Linked DNA regions of Zea mays: region 2 is linked to region 1. A link is a contact called in public Hi-C data. All regions are on one chromosome and are shown on one strand. Each heading gives the region's core, a stretch centred on a gene start, on an enhancer-like site or on the middle of the called end of the contact. The rest is flanking DNA. Distances are from core to core; before and after follow the strand shown. Region 1 has its middle 6.4 kb from the start of LOC100273970. Region 2 holds the start of LOC100282245 (pleckstrin homology domain-containing protein 1).

Region 1 (4,268 bases), core at 627-3,126:
GAAGAAAGCACGATTGCAAAAAGCCAAGCAACAAGAGCGACAAATAACACACAGATCACTCTCTCTCTCTCTCAAGTCACTAATCACTAATGATCACTTGTCTTAATTGTGGAATTTGGAGATTGGAAGCTTTGATTGTGTCTTTGAATGGATTGCTAGCTCTTGTATTGAATGTAGAGGATTGGAATGCTTGGTTGTAGTGGATGGAGGTGGTTGGGGTTGTATTTATAGCCCCAACCACTTCCTAGTCGTTGCTCCATTTCTGCCAACCGCGGACGGTCTGCGCCCCTGGTCCGGACGGTCCGCCCCTGCACATCAACGGCTGAAATCGCAACGGTCAGCAGTAGCGATTTATCAACGGCTACTATGCATTAAATGTGTCGTCAGATGTCAGGTACCGCAGTCACGGACGGTCCGGTCGTGCACTCTATACGGTCTGCGAGGACGCTATAATTCATTTTACCGAACCCGTCTCCTTCGGGTTTTTCTGGTTCTTCATCGACCGGACGGTCTACGCCTAAGGTCGAACGGTCCGCGCTTGGTCTCGGATGGTGCTTGCTTCTCCATCGGAGGGTCCGTAGTGTAGACTTGTGTTTTTGCAGTGGTTCTGTCCGAGGCTCACCCAAGTACCGCGGACGGTCCGCCGTAAGGGCCCGGACGGCCCGCGCATAGGTGTTTTTCAAAAAAAAACTTCTCCTGTCCGGAATAATCTACGGTATTCCGGACAGTCGACGTTAGAATCGTTGTAAATGAACTTATGCACCTGTGAGATGATCAACTAGGCAAACCGATTAGTCCACAAGGTTTGTGATGGTTGTCAAACACTAAAATCGATTAGAGGAAATGTTGAGACTATTTCCCTTTCAATAGCCAGACACTCAGCGAAAGACGACGCTCAGCAAATGACCGTCAGCAGTCGTCTATAGCTGACGGTCGTTATCTTTACCGAGCGCCAAATGTTGACACTCGGCAAAGAAGACCCATACGACACTTGGCAAAGAACTGACAAAAGGGCCCCGCTGGTGATCTCTTTGTCGAGTGCTAGTCCAGCGGGCACTAGGCAAAGAGGAAGCCTTTGCCGAGTGCCACCTAATACGCTCGGCAAAGGAACAAGCAAAGGGGTCCACGTGGAGCATATTTGTCGAGTGTTAGTACAGTGGACACTCGGCAAAGGCTAACTCTTTGCCGAGTGTTACTCGGAGGGCACTCGGCACAGGCTTTGTCGCCGTTACTAGTAGTCGTGGCGGTGACTTGCCTTTGCCGAGTATCAGGTGACACTCGATAAAGTCTTTGTCGAGTGCCCGATAAAAGTACTCGGCAAAGAAGCCGTTGCCGATGTACAGTTCGTCGAGCTTTCTTTGCAGAGTCGCCGAATCTTTTCTAGGCTTTGTCGAGTGCTTCAGACACTCGACAAAAAAGTTGTTTTCCGGTAGTGGTTAAACTGTTTCTTCCTCAGAAACAGAAAGGTGTGTTACACACTGTTTCTACCCATTTGAACTGAACGTCTACGTCGCTCCTCGTGCCCTCGCCCATTCCTCTAAATGATTTCATCATCTATATTTTCTTTCTCTATTATTATTATACAGACCAGTTAATTTAGTATAATTGATATAGCTCGTGAACTAGAACGAGTCATATTGGCTCGGTTCGTTACACCGACGAGCCAAAAATAGGATCGATTTGACTCGACTCGATTCTCGTGAGCCGCTTCGAAACAAGCTGAGCTATTCCAAGCTTCAGCCATATAGAAGAGGTCAGCAAGAACGATTTTTTTTTAAAAAAAAAAAGGTAACAGCAAGAATGCGGCCCTAATGAAGATAGGCCATGTCTTTCTCTTGGAGCCCGGCTCCAAGTTGTCAACAAATCACGCACATGTACTCCCAAATTCGTAAAAGGCCCAAAAGATCGCTATAGCCCAAAACGGACCCAAACTAATAAAGTCCATTTGCTGAAGCCATCCAGATTTCGAAGGAACAACTCTCTTAATATCTGCCTCTGCCATCTGCGGTCCCAGTTTGAGCTTAAAAAAAATCTGCGGTAGGTCCCAGTTGCCACGCACCGAGTCCTCGACAGAGTCAGCATCAAGCTTGCTTAAGCTCATGGCATGCCTCTATTTGCCCACTGGCCGTTGCCAATCACAATCCGCAGGCCGAAGCAAAACATGCGATGCGTCCCGCCCGCGGTTTCTTGATGCCGGACTGGCACGCCGTCGACGCGAAAAACCGGCCGGCGCCATATCATACGGACGCCGGTGGCTTGCACTCCAGTCTCCAGTTGCCTGCCTAAATCGAGCAGGCTTGGGCTCCATCGGCACGCCAGGCTGCGCGATACCCGATACTATAGCATAGCATAGCATCCCTACAGCCCGCATGAGCAGCCCATCCATCCCTCACCCTCCATGCTGATGTGGACATTCAAGCGGTTGCAAAGATCTGAGCTAACAGCCAGCTTGGAGATCGAGGCGGAAGCCATGGCCTGACAAACATGTTGCTGAACAAGTGATACAGTAGGGTTGACGGCGTACATGAGGCCGTAAGCGTACTTGTTCCTGTAGTGTAGTGTAGTGTAGTATAGTGTAGCCTCCTAATGGCGATTTCGGGAGACGTTGATGGCAGGTGGCTTTTGGTAGAGCGCGAGGAGCTAAGAGCAATCACAGTCCAAAAACTACTAAGTAATTTTCATAGTCGTCACCTTACTAAAAAAATTACTTATACAGACTATAAGTTCTAACGCTTAATTTTTTTTGTTGTGGTGTCATAATAATTGTGGATATGACGAATGCGGCTAGTGAGCTACATGTGAGCTCCACAGATCAAAACTTGATGCTCACCACAGTGGTTTCTTGTGTCTTCATTGCGCGTGTAGACTTGATTTCTGAAGGAGGAAACCATTCCGCCCTCTTTCTCATTAATTTTCTTTTTATGTTACTAAATTACTTATGTGACAACTAAATTAATGCTATAGAAATTAGATGACGTGGAGAGTTTGGACTGATCTAAGATAAGTCTCTCAGAGCATCTCTAAAAGTGTCCCAAATAGATGCCTTCAATTTAAATATAGGGCTTAATCTAAAAATATACTCCAACACTTTTCTATTGTAAAAAAAATATTACAAAAAATATAAGGCACTTGTTAAAGTGCCACAAATATATTACACCTTTTTAGGCTGCCTCATCTCAATCGTAACGAACCTGAACATTCACGCTGCACTCCTCCGAGCCACCCCGATCGGCCCCTCTCTCCTCCATGCCCTTCCTTACTCCGCCGCCAAGTCACGCATCATCGCCAGAGAACACACCCTGCCCTCCTCCGCCTCCCCACACCGGCCATTGGCCGCCGCCCCTCAAACCTTCACGCTGTTGTTGCGCCATCGCCTCAGCTCTCTGTAGGATTGTCGACGACCGAGGGGCATGCAAGAGTGCCGAATGCCAGGCATGAAGCTCCGCGCCTGTGGGACCGATGTCGTCCACACCACCACCATTCACCACCTATTTGCCAACGTTCCTGTTCTTGGTTCGATGGATGCAAGGCAAGAGTCAAAATCCGACGTTTCTGCGGTGGCTTGATTCTGAATATTTAAGTCATGATTCTGCAGTGTCATTTTAATACAGCGTCATGGTTCTGAACAATTCACGATAATTGTTCCGATTACAGTTTTGATTATTTGATCTGAGCTAAACAAAAGAGAACAAGTGTGTTGCCTTTTCATCGCAGAGCTTTCAGTTTTGTACTCCTTCCGCCACCTACATCAGTTCTTCTAAAGGATGGATACACAGATTGTTGGGTTTGCTTGGGATTTCTGGTGATCCAGTTGCAGCCACTAATTAGTAGTGGTTATTTTCTATTCCTGAAATTTGCCTTTTGTAACTAGCAAAGAAGATACGAAACAGATATTTAGTGCTAAGTGCAAAACTAATCCAAAATCCCAAGGATAAAGTCGCTTGATTTCTTAAGAAAAATGATCGTGCTGTTCCGTATAGCGAGGCCGCACTTATTACTGTTTTTGTTTTTTAATTTTCTTTACACTACTCAGAATCCTAGAGCAGTAGCAGCAGTGGACCAATGCAAAAGGCGATCGTCAGTACAATTAGCTGTCCTCTCCTCTCTCAGGGACATGCCTGCACTGACCGGTGTCCAATGAAAATATCAAGTGGAGATATAAAAAAGAAAATCTAAAGAGTAGTTTGAGAACTCTATTTACAAAAGGGATTTCTATTATTTTATGGAAGAATAAATTAACTTTTTAAGAAAAATAAAAATCACTTTGA
Region 2 (4,870 bases), core at 1,854-4,353, 72 kb before region 1:
AAGGTGCGATAGCAATGGAAAAGAGGCAGGGAAGACTGAAGTTGACATAGAAAGGGCAGTAATAAATGTATCAAAAGGTTTAGGTTTGGATAAAAGTGCACGGAAAACAACTATCCATGTGTCTGAATCTTAACTTAGTTTATGTTGGATTTTATCTCTAGCCTACTATTAACTTGTTTGGGTCTTTTTTTTGTTGAAAGTTAAGCCTCACGTGTTCTTGACTGCTGTAGTTCTGGAGTCTGAGCTACGGTACATGATTTCGGAATATAAGGATGTCCAAAAGGATATAAACAACCTGAAGATTCTGTTTAGTTCAAGCAATTCATAGGACAGGTTCCTCGCGTCACTGCAGGTATATTTAATCTGGCTTGGCAACTGTCCTTAGAGCAGAGCCCGAATTTATTGTTTGATTGTGATTTTTCTCATTGAGGTAACCTACTTGTAATGACGAAAATACATACAGGATTGCCACTGACATCAAGACGACAGGAATAAATACCAAATTCTTCAGTAACTTGATAGGAATGGCTTGTACAGGCTTAATTTATGGGGACTTTGCTTGATATGTTCGAATCTCCCTTAAATATCTTCTTTAGGATGTCGCTTCCTCACTACCTTAGTTTAGGTCACTTTTATAAACGTAAACACTAGCAAACTCATTAGTTCACAGATTATATTAATCAGCAAATATTAAAATCATTTAGTCAAATGGACTGAGTTCTATTTTCTTGCAAAATACTATATCCATTCTCGAATATTTGTCTCTGACTAGTTTTTTTTTCATTTAGTCAAATGGACTGAGTTCTATTTTCTTGCAAAATACTATATCCGTTCTCGAATATTTGTCTCTGACTAGTTCTTTTTTGAACTAAAACAAAGTCTTGTAGTCCTACATGTGCACGCATAAAATAATATAATCATAAGGCTGGTTTGGTGGACTCGAAAATAAAGGTTATCCATGGAGTAAGAATCTCCTCGCTGACCTAAGTGTGCGAGGACAACATGCATTGCGGTAACACAGACACGACACATGGTAATAGTCCTGCAGCAAGTGAAGCTTGGCCTCAGATAATCGAGCCAACGAACGAGGGACATAATAGGAATCTGGATGCTTTTCTAGGAATCCGGATGCTGAGAAAATCTGACTGTGTAGAGAATTTAAGTATCATGAAGAATACATGCGGAAGAAGATAAAATAGTCTATAGGGTTTATATTGTAGAAAGTAACAGTTTCCTATTATTGGAATGACTCGGCCGATTTTGTTTTCAAGTTTATTTTGGACGGTTTTGACTAAAGTGGTTCTTATATAAGCGGATTAAAAAGCTGGGCGTTTGGCAGTCTGCAGCAGTTTCTGGTGGCCATAGCTGAAAACAATGGTGGGTCCAGGATTTGAAACATGAGTATTCAAAATTATTAAGGGAAAAATTTGGTATGTATAATACCATATAAAGTCTTACAATTTGATACTTATAATACCACAACATATTACATATTTATATATTAATAATTTTATAGCATACGCATTGAAATGGAGTATTAGATGAGCATAAGATTGATAAACTAGAGTTATCTTTTATATTAATTTTTTATTGAAATCTTGGTATTCATTTGAATACCCTTGTCATTATATTGAACCAGCCCCTGACTGAAAAAAGTTGAAATAAACATGGCCGATGCGGCTCCAACGTCGGGGCGAGGGTAGCGGTGGTGGTAGCAAAAGACACTTCTATCGATTCATTTGTCCTAGCAAGCCACTGCCTAAAAAGCATGAAATGGGAGTATGTGCAAACTATTACCATCACATGAACGAGGAGCAGAACTCGAAATTTTGGTCTCTAGGCAATTCACTACTTTGTATGAATAATGAAAAGATAAAATTTCAAGACCTCAAGCACAAAGATGCATCAGCTAGACCTTGATATACACGTGTCTTATTCTTTTGCCACACGATATCTGTCAGACTTAAGCTAAATTTATGATACCCTTGCAATAGCTCAATATTTTACTCGATCTTACAGTGGATTAAAACTTATTGCCAACTATTTTCTAGACAAAAACTATTGTGTAATCAATCTTGTTGTAAAATTATCGTACAAATAAACTACTCAAAGTCATAAAATCTTAATATAATTTTTTTACTATTTTTAATCCTCCAGGTTGGAGAGAATTTTCTATTTTTATATTAACATGAGATGAATTAGAATTTAAAATTTGATATATTAATAGAGTGAATAATAAAATATATCTATACATTTTTAGATTTTTTTAATAAGTCTTGTTAGTTTGATTGTACTGCACACAAATTTTTGCATATTATGTATGTGAAACCAACGAGAATTTTTTTGCATACTATGTATGTGAGATCAACTAGAAAATTGTTGTACATTTTTTCCTGGGCCTCTTTAGATCCTTTTGTTTTAAAGAAATTAAAATCTATTTTATAGATTCTGCTATTTTGTTTAAAAAATTGCATCTTACGATTTTTCAAAAATCAAATATAAATATTAATCTATCTTAAATTTGACAACAACTGTTGTGTAATCAAGATTTTTCTATAATCGTTGTGCAATCGAACTACTAAAAACATAAAAATCGATGTACTTCATTATTTATTGTATCAATATATAAAATTTTAAATTCTAATTCACTTATGTTAAAGATAAAATGGAGATAATTTTATCAATAGAACTTTTTTACATATCTTAATATATGGTGATTTAAAACTTAAAATTTGATATATTTATGTACTAAATAATAAAATATATTTACAGTTTTCTAAGATTTTTTAATAAATTTTAACCGTATAAAGGTATGTAAATCTTAATTGCATAATATTTTTGTTTTTAGAATTTTAGAACAATAAGATACAAATAATTACATAGATTCTTATATTTACCTACAATTTATCCTATAAAAAATAAATATATTATCTATTTACCTATCGTAATAAGTAATATCTTCGTTGTCGAATATTTATCGTTGTATCGTTTATTTTTAACTAAATTGAGACCAATAAAAAAAGAGTACAATTAAAGAAATATAAAATATATATTAATATCAGATAGATGCCGATTAATATAGATTATTTTCCGATTCCTCCCGATTTTTGGAAAGCGAAGGAAAACTTTCGATTGTATTTGTGGCCGTCAGGTCGGATGATTCCTGCTTCTCCGATCCTATCACATCGCGCACTACCTTCCAGCGAATCCATCACGGAAGAAATTGTTCCCCACCCACCCTAGACTCGCCGCCGTCGCAACTCCCACCCGATCCCCAAATTCTCCGGCGGTGATGGCCAGCCTGTGGCGCGCCGTGATGGATAGCGTCAGCGGCTCCTCCCCCTCGGCGCTGGACGCGGCCCCAGGTAGCGGCGTCGAGTTCTGGCACGGCGCAGAGCGCGCTGGGTGGCTAAATAAGCAGGGCGAGTACATCAAGACGTGGAGGCGGCGGTGGTTCGTGCTGAAGCAGGGGAGGCTTTTCTGGTTCAAGGACCCTGCGGTGACACGGGCCTCGGTGCCCCGCGGCGTCATCCCCGTCGCCACCTGCCTCACAGTCAAGGGCGCCGAGGACGTGCTCAACCGCCAGTTCGCCTTCGAGCTCTCCACGCCTGCCGAGACCATGTATTTCATTGCGGACTCCGAGAAGGACAAGGAGGAGTGGATTAACTCCATCGGTCGCTCCATCGTCCAGCACTCCCGCTCCGTCACCGACGCAGAGGTCGTTGACTACGACAGCCGCCCCCAGCCCCCGCCGCAGCTTATGACCAGCGAAGAGAGTGCACCAGCAGCTTAATGGCGTGGTGATTCCTGTGAACTCTCTCGATATGGATCTGACTTGTAGCATATGTATTTCCAATTCCATGTGATTGTGGCCTTGTGCCGACGTTCCTCACTCTTGATTATGTAGCAGTATATTAACTATCAACGACATGGTCTGGTATGGTAATAAGCGAGTTAATAAGCTGTGCTTTCGTTTATAGTTTGTTTTATATGTATATACTATACTACGATTTGATCTTGGTATACCCTAATTTACAAGGTGGTTGAAGTCTGGCTAGTTTTTATTTTTTTTAACAGTTTTGAAGTTTTGGCCCCAATTTCAGAAATTGTAAGAGATTTTAATCATTCAGTATCCCATTCCTCTCGCCTTTTGTTGTGTTTGACTTGTTCTATTCTAATGGAATTGTATTGAGTCGCATAGGATTGCTTAACTGACTCCGCATTTTTGCAGAAGATTCCCCAGTTTTGGCTAGTTTGGCAACAACATTTTCTCAAGGGATTACCATTTTCCCAAATGAAAACGAACTAATTTCTCTTGGGAAAATGAAAATCCATTGGAAAAATGAGGTTGTCAAACTAGCATTTAGATCCTAGCTCTGACTCTAGCGCTCTTATGAAGTTTCTGTCCTAGAAGTAGAAACACAAACACTGATGAAGTGCTGAATGTGCTATAATATGCTTATTAACCATGAAGTAAAACTGTTAAAGAACCATGTATCATGATGTCTTATGTTGTAATCTGAAGTGGAAGTTTTCTGTAGTGAATTGGTGTATGCAGTACTCCTCGAGTGCCAACATGCGCTGTGTTTATTTGTGCAGTTATGGAAATTTTATGTCATTAGGCTATCTCTAGCAGCTTACTCATCCCCGTCTCTTATTTTAAACTCCACTCTATAAACAGTGCTTTGCACAGCCATATGCACGATCTTCTGGCTATAGCCTTAGAAACTACAGTAAAAGGATGGATCCTTCCTCTATCCTTTGTGAATTATGTTTAAAAGTCAACTGGTGCTAATATTGCACAGTATCTTATATGTTATCCTTCTATTCATCAGTGGCCTGTGATCATGTTTATTTGTTTCCTGCCTTG

What was found. A called contact is a pair of places that touch in the nucleus more often than the background predicts.
Region 2: a Hi-C map of ear shows a contact between it and region 1, with 2.9 times the contacts expected there. The contact joins the promoter of LOC100282245 here to the enhancer-like site in region 1. A contact is called at or near these places in 2 of 25 Hi-C or Micro-C datasets (ear and leaf).

The regions. Positions count from the first base shown.
Region 1 is chr8:97,995,534-97,999,801 of Zm-B73-REFERENCE-NAM-5.0, reverse strand. No RefSeq gene overlaps it. Among protein-coding and RNA genes, the nearest start is that of LOC100273970, 6.4 kb to the right of the region's middle. Within about 2 kb of position 1,876, at least 17 of the 20 cell types and tissues checked have an H3K27ac peak or open chromatin away from gene starts, as enhancers often do. A contact at or near this core is called in ear and leaf, where this site is marked.
Region 2 is chr8:98,067,890-98,072,759 of Zm-B73-REFERENCE-NAM-5.0, reverse strand. It overlaps LOC100282245 (pleckstrin homology domain-containing protein 1), which reads left to right and starts at 3,103. Exons shown (of 1, transcript NM_001155157.2): 1 at 3,103-4,007. The coding sequence starts at 3,293. The coding sequence ends at 3,793. It overlaps LOC103635584, which reads left to right. Exons shown (of 5, transcript XM_035961736.1): 5 at 231-839. The coding sequence ends at 328.